3 separate regions of the Mus musculus genome follow, and regions 2 and 3 are each linked to region 1. The links are chromatin contacts, called in public HiChIP or PLAC-seq maps. All regions are on one chromosome and are shown on one strand. Each heading gives the region's core, a stretch centred on a gene start, on an enhancer-like site or on the middle of the called end of the contact. The rest is flanking DNA. Distances are from core to core; before and after follow the strand shown. Region 1 holds the start of Cd276 (CD276 antigen). Region 2 overlaps Hcn4 (hyperpolarization-activated, cyclic nucleotide-gated K+ 4). Region 3 holds the start of Neo1 (neogenin).

The links. HiChIP or PLAC-seq counts read pairs in DNA pulled down with a chosen protein or histone mark.
Region 2: a contact with region 1 is called in an H3K4me3 HiChIP or PLAC-seq map of embryonic forebrain, with 5 times the contacts expected there. The contact joins the enhancer-like site here to the promoter of Cd276 in region 1. A contact is called at or near these places in 6 of 39 promoter capture datasets (the HPC-7 cell line, frontonasal cranial neural crest, liver and 2 more), 3 of 484 Hi-C or Micro-C datasets (CD8 T cells and embryonic stem cells) and 16 of 115 datasets of contacts at active chromatin or transcription factors (the NIH/3T3 cell line, SST interneurons, T-cell acute lymphoblastic leukemia and 11 more).
Region 3: a contact with region 1 is called in a FOXA1 HiChIP or PLAC-seq map of pancreatic cancer cells. The contact joins the promoter of Neo1 here to the promoter of Cd276 in region 1. A contact is called at or near these places in 1 of 39 promoter capture datasets (the HPC-7 cell line), 1 of 484 Hi-C or Micro-C datasets (embryonic stem cells) and 2 of 115 datasets of contacts at active chromatin or transcription factors (embryonic stem cells and pancreatic cancer cells).

What each region holds. Positions count from the first base shown.
Region 1 is chr9:58,552,525-58,556,538 of GRCm38.p6, forward strand. It overlaps Cd276 (CD276 antigen), which reads right to left and starts at 2,509. Exons shown (of 8, transcript NM_133983.4): 1 at 2,498-2,509.
Region 2 is chr9:58,858,081-58,862,350 of GRCm38.p6, forward strand. Hcn4 (hyperpolarization-activated, cyclic nucleotide-gated K+ 4) reads left to right here. Exons shown (of 8, transcript NM_001081192.3): 6 at 1-134; 7 at 949-1,113; 8 at 1,221-4,270. The coding sequence ends at 2,683. Among named protein-coding and RNA genes, the nearest start is that of Hcn4, 37 kb to the left of the region's middle. Within about 2 kb of position 1,396, at least 10 of the 459 cell types and tissues checked have an H3K27ac peak or open chromatin away from gene starts, as enhancers often do.
Region 3 is chr9:59,034,300-59,038,275 of GRCm38.p6, forward strand. It overlaps Neo1 (neogenin), which reads right to left and starts at 2,142. Exons shown (of 28, transcript NM_001042752.1): 1 at 1,667-2,142. The coding sequence starts at 1,829.

The DNA of each region.
Region 1 (4,014 bases), core at 1,259-3,758:
CCAAAAAGAGTGAATTCTAGAGGTCAGCACTGAGGGGAGGGTGACTCCTGCAGAAAGCTTCAGTAGTGGCCTCTCCAGAATAAGGATGCTGCCTCCCCAGAGAACTGTTCTGAAAGGCCACCACTTCTATAACTGTTCTGAAGATAAACATGAAAGCCTCCAGCCCAGATGCCAGGCACCCAGCTGCTAGGCATCTGAGCATCTTGGACATTCAACCACCCTGTTCCCATCAGGTGCCTGGACAGAGCTTAAGGGGCCAGAAATGGGGAAGAGAACTGGGCTAAAAAAAAAAAATCCCAACTCGTCTCAGAAACTAGGCTTCTTCCCTTACAAGATGTCCTCTTGTAGCGAAGTCTGGAGTGCATGAGCAATACTCTGTAAGCAGGAAGAAGACACCACATATGCAGGACAGTACAGACCCCTGTAGACCAGTCATGGGACCAACAAACTCATCACTAGAGCTACTCTGTGCATGGGCAAACATTATCCCTCTTTATGGTTTCTTTGCCTCATGACACTTTGGGCAAAACGGATATTCACAGTGTTAACCTAAAGTGGTGATGTAGTATGCAAACTTCTTTCTTCTTTTCCTTTTGACTGAAGTCTCGTGTATCTCAGGCGAGCTTTGAACTATGTAGCCTTGGATGACTTCTGGTCCTCCTGCTTCTACCTCTAAACACTGAGGTTACCACCATGAGCCACTATGACCAGTTTGTGCATCGCTGGTGGCTGGTGATCCAATTCAGGATTCATGGGTGCTAGGCAAGCACTCTACTAACTGAGCTACCTTCCCAGCCACACAATGAAAATGGCACTGATATCAGGACCCTGTGTCAGCTAACGGTGATGTATTTGTAACACGGGGGAAGACGTCCACGGGCCACAGTTAACCAAGAGTTAGTGCTGAAGACTAAGAACACCAGCTACCAAAGAAAACACACACCTCCAAAATATTCCCATTCCCAAGCAAGGTGGAAGGGTAGACCACCACTCCATAGCCCTTAGCTCCCCAGCCCTCCACACCTGGCCTGCCCATCAGTCAACCAAGCCCATAAGACAGGTTTAGGTTTCAATTTCAAGTACAGATTTCAGATTCACCTATTTACAGGTCCCCAAACTACTCAGAATGTCGTTGTTGCTAAACAGTAGGAGTCCTAGGGACTTCTGGGAGGACAAAGGGAATGAGAAAGGAGGCTCAGTTAAATAAATAGCTCTCAAACTGTTCAGACACTTTCATTGGCATCTCAAACTGAAAGTAACTACTACACACTCAAAAAAAAAAAAAAAAGTCTTTGAGCTGGCCTGGTGGTGCATGCCTTTGTCCCAGCATCTGGGAGACATAGGCAGGTAGATTTATGTGAGTTCAAGGTCAGCCAAATCTATAGTGAGGTACTATCTTAAAAAAACAAAAATAAAAACAAAAACAAAAAACCCAAACTTTTTTTTTTAAGGATTTGGGTTTTAATTTAATCACTATTCATTTACAGATGGCCCACAATCAATTTGAAGGGAAATAATTTTTCACAATTAAGTAGGTGTCTCCCCGACACATACACAAAACCCCGGTCACGCACATACAAACTTCGGGTCTAATGTTTGCTTAATATTTCCCTTCAGTGATAAGCTCTCAGGTCTGAGTCACCCACCATACATTTCTCATTAGGACAGGTTTGGCTTGGAAATAAAACTCCCTTTCTGCCAGGCCACTGCCTCAAGCTCCGAAATCTGCGACTGGTTGACTGGGGCCTAGTAAGAAAGGGCCCTGGAGAGCCGGATTCAATTTTCTCGTCTCTATGTGCCACCCTGGTCCTCCAGCCTCTCCCTACCTTCCTTCAGACCTCCTCTCCATCCATCTCCATTTACCTAAGACAGCCCAAACTGTCCCATCCCATTTCCTCTTCAGTCTTTTATTTTTCGAAGGAGCCTTTAAAGCTATTCCCAGAACCTGTTCCCTCGTGCTCTTCTGCAGACCTGGTCCCTCTTCACCATTCAGATCCAAGAACAGGGGACCACCTAACCTCGTGCTCCCCTCCCCCGCAGTTTCCCCTTTCAGAGCTGGCATTCATGGTGTTTTCTTCCTCAAAGTCCGGAGAATGCCTCCCTTCCAGTCTTGGCTAGCAGCTTCCTTAAGCTTCAAGAACCATCAACCCAGTGACCTACCTGCCTGCATCCCTACTCCACACCCAGGGCCTGAATAATCAGTCACCCACCCCGTTTCGGGCCCCACAAGCCCCAGACTTGGGAGTCATCAGATCCCACAAATCCCAGCGGGTCTCAGCCCCCCGAGGAGGGAGCGGCCAAGCAGGGGTGCTCTCAGCTACTCCGGACCCTAGAGCCCCAGCGGTCATCGTGGATCAGGGTGCCGGTGCCCTGCGGGTAAGGGCCGCGGAGTTCCCAGCTCCTTGCACCCGGCGCCTTAGCGCGTGCAGTCCAGGCGCCGCCGCACACAAAGGTGGACCCAGCAGCCCACGCCGCCCCGCGCCACGCAAGCACTCACCGCGCCGCGCCGACTCCCGGGACTCGGGGACGCGGCGGGGCGCAGCCCAATCGCCGCCACTGTTGGTGCCGCCGCCGCCGCGAGGCCCGGCCAGACTGGGGCCGGGGGCGAGAGTGAGGGGCGGGACGGCCAGAGGAAGCTGGGGGCCCGGAAAAGCCGCCCGGGTGCGCCCCAGAGGCTGGATTGGCCCTGCGGCGAGATCCGAGGGTGAAGCCTGAGCCCGCCTGCTGGGCAGGGCCCGGGGTCTGGACCCGCCCCGACCCAGACCCTTGTTGGACCCCGACGGGGGAAGACCCAGTACTCTGAGGAGGAGGAGGAGGTGTTGGGCTACTCGCTGCCCATCCCCCACACGGATCCTAGCACTTCCAAGAGCCGAAGTTTCTTTTTCGGTGAGAGGGGACAGGTGACCGGCCACTGACCACTCCCACCCTCGGAACTGCTGGCTCCAAGCCCCGCTGCAATCCAGCTGTCCCCATTCAGTCCAGAATTTCTCCCCTCGACACCAGGCCAGCACCGCGGCTCGGAAAGGGTTAACTCGACAGCGAAGAATTCCGAGTTGCTGGGAGCTCTCTATAAATACAGTGTCGTGGGCGCCTGAGCCAACCACAGGGCAATTTCCACTGAGATGGTTTTCCTCGTTTTCTTACACCCACAGCAACCGGACTAACGCTGCTCTCAACCCTTTTATCCCAGCCGCATGCCAGCTGCTGGCTAGCCCAGGTTCTGTAGAGAAGAGTAAGCCTGGGTGCCCTCAACCCTGAACCCTTTCTTTGCCATCTATCTATCCCCATCCCCTTTCACTATGTCCTTAAAAAAAAAAAAAAAAAAAAATCTAGCTGCAGGCAGCGACAAGAGGAGGGCAAAGGATGATTAAGTCTGTCTGGAATTTGCCAACATCCCTTCACCTGTGTTTGTATCTGTCCATTACACAGACAGGAAACAGCAACAGCGTAGAGGGCCTTCTGTGGGCTCAAATGAAGGCAGCATGCTTTCCTCTCTGGCCTCCATAGATCTCCCAAGGGTCCCACCAGGTAGAAATTATTTCTGTTTTGCAGATGAAAAAAAAAAATTGAGACTCAAGGAAAGAAGGGACTCCAACCTTGCACTGCTTGCAGACTTAGCAACCAAGTGACAGCAGCTGTCAGAGAGAGCTTAGGAAATAATCGTGAATCCACACGGGTCTCGGCTTCTGCCAGCTACTATTTTAAGCTCTTCACAATTTATCTCTTTTAATCCCCCAAATTCAGTGAAGTGAGTGCTGTTACTCGCATTTTTGCAGATAAGGAGATTCAGACACAGGCTTTATAGTAGCTCACCCGAGGGCACCCAGCTCTTAGGGAGAGGCAGAACTATTCTATGTCCTTGAATTTGTGTGCTGAGATCAAATATAGCTATGTCTATGCTTCTAAATATAAATTTGGCATTAAAAAAAAAAAAAAAACCTGTATACATGGTCCTGCCCTTGAGCCAAGACTCTCATGTAGAGGTCAGAGGATAACCTTGGGTATTAATCCTTG
Region 2 (4,270 bases), core at 146-2,645, 300 kb after region 1:
CTTCCAGCCTGGGGATTACATCATCCGCGAAGGCACCATCGGCAAGAAGATGTACTTTATCCAGCACGGCGTGGTCAGCGTGCTCACTAAGGGCAACAAAGAGACCAAGCTGGCTGATGGCTCCTATTTTGGAGGTGAGACAGCCAGGGGGCCCCAGGAGAACATGGGTGACTGGGAGCTAAGCTAGAGGGATACCCTAAGATCAGAAGCTTGGAGGGACCCTTTATAGCCACAGCCTGGGCATCTGTGAGGCCAGTATAGGGGTGTCTGTCTGTGCAGTCTGCTTTAGTAGAGTACTTAAGACTGGTGGCTTATAAACCATAGAAACTGGATTCTTAGCTCTGGAGGCTGGGAGTCACAGGCCAGGGTGCAAGTGTGGTAGGTTCCATTGAGGGTTCTCTTAGTGGTAGACTGTTGTGGTTTTGTTGTCTCAGATGGCAGGAAGAGCACTTGTGTTGTTTCCTTAGCTTCTTCTATTATATTTGCGTGTATGCCTGAGCCTGCATATACCCAACCATACCTACCTATTCCCACATACCACCATGCCCGTGTAGAGGTTAGGGCACAACTTGGGCAGTCAAGTCTCTCCTACCATGTGGGTCCTGGGTATCCAACTCACGTTATCAGACTTGGCCCGGAAGTGCCATACTGCTGAGCCATCTGACTTGCCCCTTCTCTAGCCTCTTCTATAAAGGTATGAATCACCTCCCAAAGCCCCACCTCTAAGTTCCAGATCACCTTGAGACCAGGGGTTGGCCCCAGAGAGAGAAACAACTAGACACCCAGTTGATAGGGGTGCTGCTGGTACCCAGTATGACTACAACCTATCAGGCAGCCTAGTGAGTTCATTGTACCAACTACCAGTGGAGACTAAGGTCAGAATCACGCAGCTCTGGGAGGCCTGGAAATTTCCTGTCGGATTGACCCTGAGCCCTGCTGTGCTCACAGAGATCTGCTTGCTGACCCGGGGTCGGCGCACAGCCAGCGTCAGAGCGGATACTTATTGCCGCCTCTACTCACTGAGCGTGGACAACTTCAATGAGGTGCTGGAGGAGTATCCCATGATGCGGAGGGCCTTCGAGACGGTTGCGCTGGACCGCCTGGACCGCATAGGTGAGGAGCAGGATGTGCAGGCGGGAGGGCAGGGCGGCAAGCATGCAGACTCCAAGTCTCCTTTCCTGGGCGTGGCCTGAGTGTCTGGCTCTTGTTCTATGGCTCAGGCAAGAAGAACTCCATCCTCCTCCACAAGGTGCAGCACGACCTCAACTCAGGCGTCTTCAACTACCAAGAGAACGAGATCATCCAGCAGATCGTGCGGCATGACCGTGAGATGGCCCACTGTGCTCACCGCGTCCAGGCTGCCGCCTCAGCCACCCCAACCCCCACGCCTGTTATATGGACCCCGCTGATCCAGGCGCCACTGCAGGCTGCTGCTGCTACTACTTCGGTGGCCATAGCCCTCACACACCACCCCCGCCTGCCCGCCGCCATCTTCCGGCCCCCTCCCGGACCTGGGCTGGGCAACCTTGGGGCTGGACAGACACCGAGGCACCCAAGGAGGCTGCAGTCCTTGATCCCTTCAGCTCTGGGCTCTGCTTCACCCGCCAGCAGCCCCTCACAGGTGGACACACCGTCTTCATCCTCCTTCCACATCCAACAGCTGGCTGGATTCTCTGCACCTCCTGGATTGAGCCCTCTCCTGCCCTCCTCTAGCTCTTCCCCACCTCCAGGAGCCTGCGGTTCCCCACCAGCCCCCACACCCTCCACCTCCACTGCCGCCGCCGCCTCCACCACTGGGTTCGGCCACTTTCACAAGGCGCTGGGTGGCTCCCTGTCATCCTCTGACTCCCCGCTGCTCACCCCACTGCAACCAGGCGCTCGCTCTCCACAGGCTGCCCAGCCACCACCCCCACTGCCTGGGGCCCGAGGAGGTCTGGGACTCCTGGAGCACTTCTTGCCGCCCCCACCCTCCTCCAGGTCACCATCATCCAGCCCTGGGCAGCTGGGCCAGCCTCCTGGAGAGTTGTCCCTAGGTCTGGCAGCTGGTCCATCAAGTACACCAGAGACACCCCCACGGCCTGAGCGACCATCCTTCATGGCAGGGGCCTCTGGAGGGGCTTCTCCTGTAGCCTTTACCCCCCGAGGAGGCCTCAGTCCTCCGGGCCACAGCCCGGGGCCCCCAAGAACTTTCCCGAGTGCCCCACCCCGGGCCTCTGGCTCCCATGGTTCCCTGCTCCTGCCACCTGCATCCAGCCCTCCACCTCCCCAGGTCCCACAGCGCAGGGGCACACCACCCCTCACCCCTGGCCGCCTCACACAGGACCTGAAGCTCATCTCAGCCTCTCAGCCAGCCCTCCCCCAGGATGGGGCACAGACTCTCCGCAGGGCCTCGCCTCACTCCTCAGGGGAGTCGGTGGCTGCCTTCTCACTCTACCCCAGAGCTGGGGGTGGCAGTGGGAGTAGTGGGGGCCTTGGGCCTCCTGGAAGGCCATATGGTGCCATCCCAGGCCAACATGTCACTTTGCCTCGGAAGACATCCTCAGGTTCTTTGCCACCCCCACTTTCTTTGTTTGGGGCAAGAGCCGCCTCTTCTGGAGGGCCCCCTCTGACTACTGCTGCACCCCAGAGGGAACCTGGCGCTAGGTCTGAGCCAGTACGCTCCAAACTGCCGTCTAATTTATGAGCTGGGCCCTCCCTCCCTCTTCTTTTTCTTGCTCCTTTCTTCCTTCAGGTTTAACTGTGATTAGGAGATATACCAACAACAATAATAACCATAAAAAAACATACCCCAGAAAAACAAAAAGACAGCAGAAAATAACCAGGTATTCTTAGAGCTATAGATTTTTGGTCACTTGCTTTTATAGACTATTTTAATACTCAGCACTAGAGGGAGAGAGGGAGGGAGGGAGGGAGGGGGGAGCAGACAAGGCCCAAAGGCAACAGCCAAAGGAAGACAGGCGGGGTCTCTGGGGACAGGGCAGGGGTGGGGTGACCCGTGTTTGGGTCCTAGCATAGACCTGTCATTGTATTGTTCTGTAGAGCAAGAGCTACCTACCATCAATCAGTTCCTTGGCTGTGAACTTGGAGCCCACTCTGCTGGGGGCTGCCCTGGAGTGTGTTCCCAGGAGCCTCCTGCGCCCAAGTTCCTTGGGACACACAGGGCCCTTGAGGGCCTTGCTTTTTTTTTTTCTACTGTAAACGTAGCAAGATATGTATATGAATATGTATATGTATGTAAGATGTGTCTATGTATAGCTATGTAGTGCTCTGTAGAGCCGTGTAGATATCAGCTTCCATGTGTGCACATTCGTGTGCAGTCTAGTTTAATCCCATGTTGCCAGGACACCCAGGTCACCTTACATCCAGCAATCTGCTGTGGCCCGCAGGCTGGGCACTGCAGGCTCTGGGGGAAGTTCTCTCTCCCAGCCCTCAGGGAAGGGGACCCCTGGAACCTTGCAGCAGACCCTCTTTCCCCATCTCTGGGCTGCAACCCAGTTCTAGCCCAACCTCTAGTCCCATGGAAGGGGAAGACTCCAGGCCGAGCCTTTCACCTCCCAGGGCTTCAAGCACACCTGTCACCTCTGTGGCCCGAAGTTTCTCCAGCTGTACAACGGGAGGGGAGGGGAACGTCTATTTATTGAGTCTGTTCTGTGCCAAGCACTGGTTATACATACTCACAGACTGGGGGGTGAGGATTATGGTTTCTCCCATTTCACAGGTGAGGAAACTGAGGGTTGATTAGAATCACATAACCAGGAGTGGCAGAGCTGGTCTGGTCTGAGCTGCAAATCAACCTCCCTAAGGTTAAAGCCTGTATTCCTCCCATCAGAAAACTGTGTTTGGTACAGCCCTAGCTTTTGGTCCCTAGGCAAAGTACAGGAGGAAGAGATGGGAGCTTGGTAGCAGTCAGACTTCAGTTCAAATCCCAGTTCTGCCACTTCTTAGCTGTGTGGCCTTGGGCAAGTTATCTGACCTTTCTGTTCCCTCATTAGTAAAATAAGAACTATGGAACTGCCTCACAATGACCAGTGAGAACCAGATAAGAAAAAGATGTGAAACGCCCAGCCCAGTGCCTGGCACACAGCATAGTAGGTGCTCAATAAATCATGTTTCTTCACCACCCCCCCCCCTCATAAACTTAGCCCATTGCTCCAGTGAACTATGATGAGAGCCCAGGGGATTTTAGCTGAGGGCTCCAAGACTTAAAACTCTCAGGACTCAGGAGGTGGCTGGGCCTCCATCATGGCTGGAGGAAGGTGCGTGGCCAGTG
Region 3 (3,976 bases), core at 892-3,391, 480 kb after region 1:
TGGCACAGGCACAAACACACACGCATGACAGACAGACAGACAGACAGAATAATAAAATGTAAAACAAATTTCTAAATTCTAGCATTGTTTAAGCTTTTGTTAACTTTAAAAAGTCTCTGCCAAAACTTTAAACACAAACTCCAGCTATGACCTCAAATACACATACAATCAGCTGTATATAAATTTTCATAAGAAATTTAAAAAAAAAAGAGGAACTTGTTTTCCAAAATTTATACATTTCTCTTTCCCATTCCCATGAAAAGAAACTATTCAGGTACTTACACTGAAGGTCTGAAAACTGTGCCCCAAACTTTGTACAAGATAAATGTGCAAATGCCTATCACATCAGTGATCCTAACTTAACATTAACACTCCTGTTTAGCAGCTTAAATAATATATACTAGTGTGGGTTTAAAACTGTTAACACTGGCAAGTTGTGAGCTCTATACACATACACACAAAATGCAAAATAACAAACTTTATCAGCAAATCACATTTCGAAGTGATTTTAATGATTTCATAACAATCAGAGGGAAACACGTTTTTGGTTTAGCAATTACAAGTTGCCATTGTGTCTGATCAGGTGACCTTCGTATTAAAAATCTAAATCTCCACAAAGTGAGTGAAAGTTTCTTCAAGTTATATGGCACACCACCTTAGGTAAACGAGGTTAGCAAAGCACATGTCAATTTGCTCTTCAAGAGCCGAGTGAACCCTGCTCAACTATCAGAGGCTTGGCGATGTGTCAATTGGCACCCTTAAATATGTAAGAATGCTGGTGACTCCAGGAATGCATGAAACACACAGAAAAAAAAAAGATGCTGAATATATATACACATATATGTGTATATATGTGTATGTGTGTGTGTGTGTGTGTATACACACACATATACATATATAGTCACATAGAGACAATTAGACAAATCCTTAAAAATCCGATGTCTGAAATTTTTCAGAAGTTGAGAGTGGGTTACATAGAAATATAGTTAAATCCCTAGTAAAGAGGCACTACTTCACAGAATCACTTGGAGCCGCTCTCCAAGGCGTCCACAAGGCTAAGTCAACACCACTGATCTGATCATGAAGGGGCTAGTATGCCCCTTAGCACCCCCTCTCCTGAAGACCCAGGCTCCAATCACTGAGCGAAGAGTCCCTCGAGATCCGACAGCGCTTCCCTGGACTTCAGAAGCTGGGCAACCCATGGCCGAGGGGGATGGAGGGTGAAGAGAATGAATTCAAGCCCCCTCCTCCATCCCTTCCTGAAAATTAATGAATTGGCTGTACGATTGTTTATCTAATGAGGTGTGTAGTGGCCTCTACTGGTGCTTGTGTGAGCACAAGAATGTCCCACTCTTACAAGTGGGATGAGCCTGGGGGAGGGGAAAGAGGCGAGGGGTGAACCTGCCTCCCGGTACAAAGCGCAGAACTGGACCCCAGAGCTCCGGCCCGGATCCCGGAGGCGCCCCTCCCCCGGTAGGAACCCCTCCTGCCTGCTCCGCTTTCCACCACGCGAGACCCTTTTCTCTCCAGCAACGGGAGCCGAGGAGGAAAAGTTCCCGCACGTTCCCCTCTGGATCCTAAACAACAACAAAAACCCACCGCAGCGGCCACGGGAGCCGGTGCCGCGCCCCAGCCCCCACGGCGTCCCGGGCCCGGCCCGACTTACCTGCGGACTGCGGCGGGGAGCCGCTCTTCGTGGCCGCGGCGCCGGACGCCGGGCGTCCGAGCAGCAGCAGCAGCGGCAGCAACAGCAGCAGCGGCGGTGGCGGACAGCAGCGCCGGGAGGAGGAGGTGCAGAGGAGTCGCCCGGCTTCGCGCTCCGCCGCCATCTCTACCCCACGAGTGGCGGCGGCGGCGGCGGCGATAGCGCCGCGGAGCGCTCGCGCCCTTCCCTCAGCGCGCCTCAGCCGGTCTCTGCGCCGCAGGGCTCGGCTCCAGCCCGGCCCGGCCCGGCCCGCGCGGCCCCCTCGCGCGCCCAGGGGGAAAGACTCCGGGCGCCTCCCTCCTGCAGCGGGGCGGGGAGGAGAGCAGAGGAGAATCAGTACATTCCGGCCGAGAGCCGGGGGGTGGCTCGGTCTCTCCAGGTTCCAGGCGCCGCCACCCGCCGCCGACTCGGGCTCCTCACGGTAGAGCGAGGGGGGCGGAGACCGCGGGGTGGGGGGCGGGCGCCGGAGCGCGCCGTGCCGCGCACGCTCACAGCCGCGCACGCGCGCCTCCCTCCCCACGAGCACCCTCTTCGCGCCCCGCGGCCTGCCGGGCTCCAATCCCGGCGGTCGCTTCGCGGGCAGCCGCGGCGGTGGAGCCGAGCTGGCGCAGGGGCAGGCGGCGGGCCCGCTCCCCTCCCCCCTCTGGCTCTCGGGAGACGGGCACGGGCGCGGGGCGCGCGCGCCGGGCTCTGCTGCTGCTGCTGGCGTCAGGGAAACCCCGGAGAAGCGATCCGCCTCCTTCGCCTCCCGCCTCCCGCTCCTAACCCGCGGGAGAGATTTCCCCTCACCTCCGCGGACCGCTTCAAAGGCTACGGAGACCTGAGGCAGAGCCGCACGGACTCCGGAGCTGCTCACGGAGGCCGCGAGCCTGCGCGCACCTCTCTGCCCCGGGCCTCTATATAGGGCCTCAGAGGAAACCGAATGGCCTCCGGGAGGAAACCTGGGTTCGCAGAGGGTCGGCGCACGGATTTATGTGCTCGCCAAAAACAATAGCAGGCCGCCCGGCTCTTGCTGGGGACCTGGCGCGGTTCCCGTGGGAGGGGGCCGATCGCACTGCGCCGACCTCTGGCTTCCTCTCGGGCGGTACCCGACCCGCCGGGACCGTGGTGCCCCGCGTCCCCACTGAGACACTCGGCTCCGGCTCAGACAAAGGTGCGGGGAGTCCACTCCATCGCGTGCCCAGGCCAGGACCCAACCCCGTGACTCAATCTCCCCGGGGCTAATTCTCTGCAGTCACTGCAGCCTTTTACCTAGGCCCTGGATGGTCACTTTGCAGTTTTGTACTTGAGATCCAAAGTGTCTCTCGACAGTAAACGCGGAGCACGCGGGAATTGGTTTTTCAACCTCCTGGTACTACTGAGGATCGAGCTACCCAAAGTTAGGAGAAAACAGTCTGTAGTCTGCTGGCGAGAGTGCCCATACTGTTCTACCCTGGTTCTTCACTTAGTCATGTTGGGTTGTTGATAGGAGTTGGATTTTTATTTGCCCTTCTGCGTATAGTCAATATCCAAGATGTGTCCAGCAAAAAAAGACATTTCTTTTTCTAACACACACCATGCCTTCTCTAGTCACTTGCTATTTTATCTTATTTTATTCCAAAGTTCCAAAATAAGGCATGGATTGACGTGGGGAATGAAGAGCTCAGAAACCTCATTAAAACAGTGAAATTAGGAGCCCTCCCTTCCCCTGGCTCTTTGAAACAATTGGTTTAAAAGAGCAAACACTCGCTTATTGTTTTCCACTAGGGAAACCATTTAAATATCTTGTTTTGGTTAGAGTTATTAACCAGAAAAAATATTTCCTAAATACCCCTGATGACCTGTTAAATTAGAAATAGATTACCTCCCAATTACTTCACAAGTATTTGCTTAATTAACCTTTAATAATCACATCGTTATTCAGTTTTCTGAGATAATTGATGAGAGAAGCTCTTTGGAAACTATAAATTGCCTTGCAAATGTTAATTTTGGACTATCTAAGACAGAGGGACTTTTTCATTATATTAAAATTATGTATAATGTGACTTACAAAATGAAGCTTACATTTATCTCCAATCTTGAAAAAAATAAGAGTTATAGCTAATAAAATAGCACACTGGTTTTCATGTATGACTTCTGTGAACCATCTCATTAATTTATCAGCCTACTGTATATATTGAGCTTATATTAAAAAGTTTAAAGCACTTTCTGTAAAATAGAATGACTAAATCATATATTTCTGACTTGTGATTAAATCGAAATTTTCATAAAAGCCACTCTATAATAAACCAC